Linked DNA regions of Gasterosteus aculeatus: region 1 is linked to region 2. A link is a contact called in public Hi-C data. All regions are on one chromosome and are shown on one strand. The core of a region is the stretch at or near the end of the contact, and the rest is flanking DNA. Distances in the headings are between cores, read along the strand shown. Region 1 holds the start of xirp2a (xin actin binding repeat containing 2a). Region 2 holds the start of abcb11b (ATP-binding cassette, sub-family B (MDR/TAP), member 11b).

Evidence for each region. Hi-C and Micro-C count contacts between places; a contact is called where the count stands out from the background.
Region 1: a contact with region 2 is called in a Hi-C map of skeletal muscle, with 6 times the contacts expected there. The contact joins the promoter of xirp2a here to the promoter of abcb11b in region 2. A contact is called at or near these places in 3 of 6 Hi-C or Micro-C datasets (skeletal muscle and whole body).

What each region holds. Positions count from the first base shown.
Region 1 is chr1:28,978,902-28,981,843 of fGasAcu3.hap1.1, forward strand. xirp2a (xin actin binding repeat containing 2a) reads right to left here and starts at 1,254. Exons shown (of 14, transcript XM_078102154.1): 1 at 454-1,254.
Region 2 is chr1:28,846,477-28,849,424 of fGasAcu3.hap1.1, forward strand. abcb11b (ATP-binding cassette, sub-family B (MDR/TAP), member 11b) reads left to right here and starts at 1,272. Exons shown (of 29, transcript XM_040189613.2): 1 at 1,272-1,414; 2 at 1,552-1,640; 3 at 1,761-1,794; 4 at 2,482-2,511; 5 at 2,603-2,654; 6 at 2,757-2,948. The coding sequence starts at 1,562.

The DNA of each region.
Region 1 (2,942 bases), core at 4-2,503, 130 kb after region 2:
AAAGCACAGCCAGAAAAAACCCTATATAGCAGCCGACCGCACATTATTCATGCTGGTTTGTTTGACAGTAAGGAAATGTAATATTTTCAGATTCCAAAACTACTTTTCAGCCAAAGATTAGATTATTTAAATGGCCCATATTGTGCTATAGCTAAATTACCTTTCCTAAAAATATTTATATTATATATATATAAAATATAAATATTTTTATACACTCTTCAAAAGATATCACAGCCATAGTGGCTACAATTGTACAAATGAGGACTGCATCACAGCCATTACATCAAGATATCAATATCCGAAGGTGCAGAATGAAAGTGTTTTAATTTATTCATAAACAATATTCCTTAAATTAACAACCAATTAAAGTTGATAAACAGCATCTGTATAAAAAAAGAAAATGAAGACGTTCATAAAATCTTTGCAAAAAAAGAAAATAAGCGGTACACTTACAGAAATAAGGAACAATCACATGAAGTTCTCAAACGAAAATAAACAAATCAGAAGAACGCATGCCGTGCTGCTCCAGAAGGGGTTTCCCTGTACAAAGGGAGAGAAACCAGACTGCATGTCGTGTACTGGGAGGCAATGCAGTAGATTAATACACTGTGCATTTACATGATTAGGGAACTGCCAGTGTAATCTTACCCAGTCATCATTCCCGTTTCTCCTTGACGTCGGCACACATGCTCTGCATAGTTCTGTCACGCTTCCTTACGCAATAAACAAAAATGATTGCTCAATGGCATCTAAATGCATATGACCAAACATGGTTGTTGTAACAGCCTCTGTGGCCGAATCTAGTTTACCACCAGTTAACATTAACATTAATAGAAGTGTGATTGACTTGGAGTTACATTGTGTTGTTTAAGTGTTTATTTTTTGGAGCATTGCATATAAATTCAGTTATTCTGCAAAATCATTATTCTCTTCTAAAAGTGGTTTAGTTGCGATATATTGTGGAGAAGTCCATTTTTACTAGGGGTGTAACGATTCATCCACTGAATCGATTTATATTCCTGCGATCCAACTGAATCGATCTGTGCTCAGCAAATCGGCATTCCGGACGACAATATTACAAATCGATTGAAATGGTACAAGAAAACTGGCACTCACATCCCCATCCATATCAACGGGACGGAGGTTGAGCGTGTCGCCAGCTTCAAGTTCCTGGGTGTCCACATCTCTGAGGACCTCTCTTGGACCCTCAACACCTCATCGCTGGTAAAGAAAGCACACCAGCGTCTCTTCTTCCTGAGGAGAATGAAGACGGCCCATCTGTCTCCTCAGATTCTAGAGAATCTGAGGATACATATACCATAGAGAGCATCCTTACAAACTGCATCTCAGTATGGTACGGCAGCTGCTCTGTCGCGGACCGTAAATCACTGCAGAGGGTGGTGAAAACTGCCCAACGCATCGCCGGTTCCTCACTCCCCACCATCGAGGCCGTCTAGAGCAAGAGATGTCTGCGGAGGGCACGCAGCTCTCACCCCAGCCACAGACTGTTTGCCCTCCTCCCCTCTGGGAGGCGCTACAGGGTGCTCCGTTCCCGGACCAGCAGGTTCAGGAACAGCTTCATTCCTGCGGCTGTCACCCTACTGAACTCTGAACTCTGCCCCCCACCCCCACACATCTCCCTCAGTGACTGTACTCCCCCCTCCACCCTGGCTTGACTGCCACACACTGCCACTGAACATTTGCACTATTACGGTTATTACATATCCATTTCTTACTGTTCATACTGCAAAACTATTTCTTACTGTACATATCTATTTATTCACTTATTACACTTTACATATGCACATACTCTGCACTTTTTTTGCACTATTTTGCACTTCTGGTTGGATGTTAAACTGCATTTCGTTGCCTCAGTACTTGTACCCTGTGCAGTGACAATAAAGTTGAATCTAATCTAAAACATAATCGATTTGTATCGATACTTGGAGCACATTGGATGTAAGCACAAAAACTGTGTGGATGAGTGTTTGTTTGTTTGTTTTTTAGCACTTTAGACGCGTTAAACGTTACTGGATTCAGTCTGCCTGTCTGTGACGTCATCAGTACGCAGCGGCAGCCGCGCGAAACTCTGAACAACAACAAAACTCAGCGTGGAGGAGACGACTGCCAGCGAGACATTTACAAACCAACTTAATCGATTCAGCGCGTGGAAACATTTTGGCTTTTGTAAACACAGAGGTGTTTAAGTCGGTCGCTGTTTGTAGAAGATGTAGATGACAAATTAAAAAACTACGGAAACACGACGAATCTTTCCGGCCATCTACTAAGGCGCCGTGGGATTAAACAACGCCGACAGTCAGGACCTCTAGCAGCGTCACCGCTGCAGCAGCAGCAGGTAACTCCAGCTCTGCAGACGCCTCAGGCCTCGCCAGCACCAAACTCAACATCACAGTAACAATTGCAAAGTTTATCTGTAAAGACATGCGACCCGACAATGTGGTTGAAAATCCGGGGTTCTGTGAATTGATGCAAACAATGTGTAATGTTTACATTAAAAATGGCACTTGATTCAAATAAAAGGTTAATACATTTGCCATTAATTGTTGTTTGCTTGTTTATAATATCCATAATTAATTTAAACCTGATTTCCTTACAAGAAACAACAGGGATCTCAGAAACTTTGCCTGCACTGTCCAGTAAAGTTACTGAATCGATTTCAAGTCACTCAATCGAATCGTTCTAAATTAACCCAGATCGTCCATGAATCGAAAACCATGAATCGCGATTCGAATCGTTAAAATGAATCGTTACACCCCTAATTTTTACCATTGAATTGTACCATTGAGCTTTTCCACCAAATCATTTGTTTGAGGGTGCAAAGAGCACAGAGGCTTCTGTCGATGGATGTTTTTGCACAACTCCATATTCATCTAGAAAATGCACAAGAGGATACATTTGAATACGCATGAAGATTTTTCCAT
Region 2 (2,948 bases), core at 22-2,521:
GAACAAATGGACAGCATGTGAGTTAAATATGAGTGTCTGAATACTTATGACCATGTGATATTTCAGCTTTTCTTTTTTAATACATTTGCAAAGAATTCTACATTTCTGTTTTTTGTCTGTCAAGATGCGGTTGAGTTTACATTAATGAGAAATAAAATTAACTTTTTCGATTTTAGCAAATGGCTGCAATGAAACAGAGTGAAAAATTTAAAGGGTTCTGAATAGTTTCTGTACCCACTGTATAATGGACACATGTTGATCATTTTTGTCTTTGCGGTTTCCTGACGGCACTTGAAGGCAGCAGTGAATGACCTTCAGTACATGCGAGTGAGCAATACAGCGGTTTGTGTTAGCCTGCTGGGACAGTACGGTGCCATTAAGTCCCATTCCACACAAAAAAAATCGCAAGGAGGATTTTACATTCTCATACACAATTAAAGGTCCTGATTTAAAGATGCAAATTAAGCATTTCTTCTAAAACATGATTGAAACCGGAAATTTAGGCCCAATGAAACAAACCTACGGGAGCAGCAGTAAACGACATGTAGATTCCTCTTGCTGTTGCATTCAAGGTGAAGAAAGATGACACAGGTATAATAAAAATGAAGCTCCTGAGGAGGTCGAGCTGGGAAAGGGCAATGACCTACATGTCGACGCACAGCGACATCTGAACACAACACATGCAGCTACGGCGTAGCGAGGGGATGTTTTGGGTGCAAACACAATTTACCAGTAGCAAAAGCGGGCAAGAGTCACACGGTGGGCAGAAGATGTGTCAGGATCCGCGCATTCGTGGCCCCACAAAAACCACACAAACTGGAGAATTACTTTTGATTTCCTTCATTCACATGCGTTCAAACGTACAGGAGTCGTTGCAATGCATCTGGACAGCTATTGGGCCACTAGTGCCCGGTAGGTGAACTGGCACCTCGCCACAGGACTCAAGTTGCACAACCTATGCAAACCCCCCCACACTGTGCATTGAGCTACTGCTGCCCTATTAACAAATTCATATCTAAATCCTGTATGAGTCTCTATCCCGAGGATAGCGTTATTCTAAAGCAGCGCCCTGTGTGAGTAAATCAGTCACGTTCAGATAGTGAGGATGCAGAAAACAACGGCACATGGCCCACTACAGGGGGAAATATTTGCCCTGCCGGGGTCACCGGCCCTTTGAGCACCATAAACCGACAGGACACTTACCCTCAGACAACACACTCTGACCCCGAGTCCCGGCCGATCCTGTCCAATAAGAACACTTGACTCGCCGGCGAGATACCCAGTGTGCGGCGACGAGCTGCAGGGCTGCTTAGCTGTGGGAAGTAACGGCCCCACGTCGCCGCAGGAGCGCTGCTCACTTCGGTCACACTCGAGGATAAGAAAGCTGGTTTTCTCTTTTTAAAAAAGGAAACGTGTAAGTCTCACTCTACCTGAAAAGTCCACAATAATTGACTGTCTAGTGGGGATTACTTTTGACATTACTGTTATTAGGAAACGCTATTTGTTCGTGTTGTGCATATTTGAGATCTGCTCTCTTTTGGCTTCACCTAGATGAGTCAACATGCCGGCCGGATCAGTGAAATTGCACAGCATAAAAAAACTGGGACAGGAAAACCACAGCTACAACTTCTCCGATGAAGGTAATGCACGGCGAAAGTTTGAAATGATCGAATAATATAGAGATCAAGTAAAAAAAAAAGGTTAGGTTTACAGTTGTACCTGTAAAACAATACAATACTTATGGAATTCTTCTATTGCAGAACCAGCTGGCAGCGCTGCCGCTCCTAATAATAGGTAACACTCAACAGTAGGGTTACAAAATGCATTAAGTAATGCATCCCATTATTATTATATTATGCATTAGAAATGATGATTTATTGCATGCTTTAATGCAAGATCAGGCTCCAATTGAGGATTGTTTTCATCACTAATTAATCTGTTATTTGCGGTTTATTGAGCTTTCACGGCCACCATACAGAATCTCTCTCTCTCACACACTCACACACACACACACACACACACACACAGCAACAATCGGGAAGAGGCTTAGAGGTTGGCAAAGGCATCATAAAAGCTTTGACCATCTGTGGAATATCTGCAGGGCTTAGAGAATAAACAATTGTTAGCAGATGATCCATTAGAACGGAAAATCCTGATTATGAATTATGTATAGAAATTATGATGCATTTTTTAGAGGGCCAATGTGTAGGATTGCAAGTAATCTATTGGTAGAGATGGAATATCATATTTTAAAAGTAGAATTTCTTTTGTCTATACGGACCTGAAAATATACGTTTTATTACCTTCTGGAATGGACAAACAAAACCCCACCGTAACCTGGGAGGAGTTTCAGTGGGCTGCAATCTGCAGAATCACCACTAGGTGGCACTCAATCCACGAACTCCAGCTCTAAACACGCATCTTCTATTTCCATGGGCGTGTAGCGGCTCACCGTGTGTTTTTGTTTTTCTTCCCATGCAGGACCACAACATCTTCCAGCAATGACGGCACGTGAGTACAAGATGGCAAAAGAGGTCCTGCAAACTTTCACACGTTCACCTCCAATGAAAACAAACTGACCGGCCTTCTTTTTCCAAAACAGAAAGCGGCAGAACGGCGATCAGCCGGCAATCAGGGTTGGCTTCTTCCAGCTGGTAAGACGTTCTGCTCCGTAGCGCTCGCCCCTCCCTTCTCCATCTCCCCTTTTGAGATTCCACCCGCCGCTAACCCCGGCGTCGCTACCTGTGCCCGCCCAGTTCCGATACGCCACGTGCCGGGAGGTGCTGATGATGGCGCTGGGAGGCGTGTGCGCCGTGGCGCACGGTTCCGCCCAGCCCCTCATGCTGCTGGTGTTCGGCCTGCTCACCGACACCTTCATCGAGTACGACATCGAGCTCAACGAGCTGCGAGACCCCAGGAAGGAGTGCGTGAACAACACCATCGTGTGG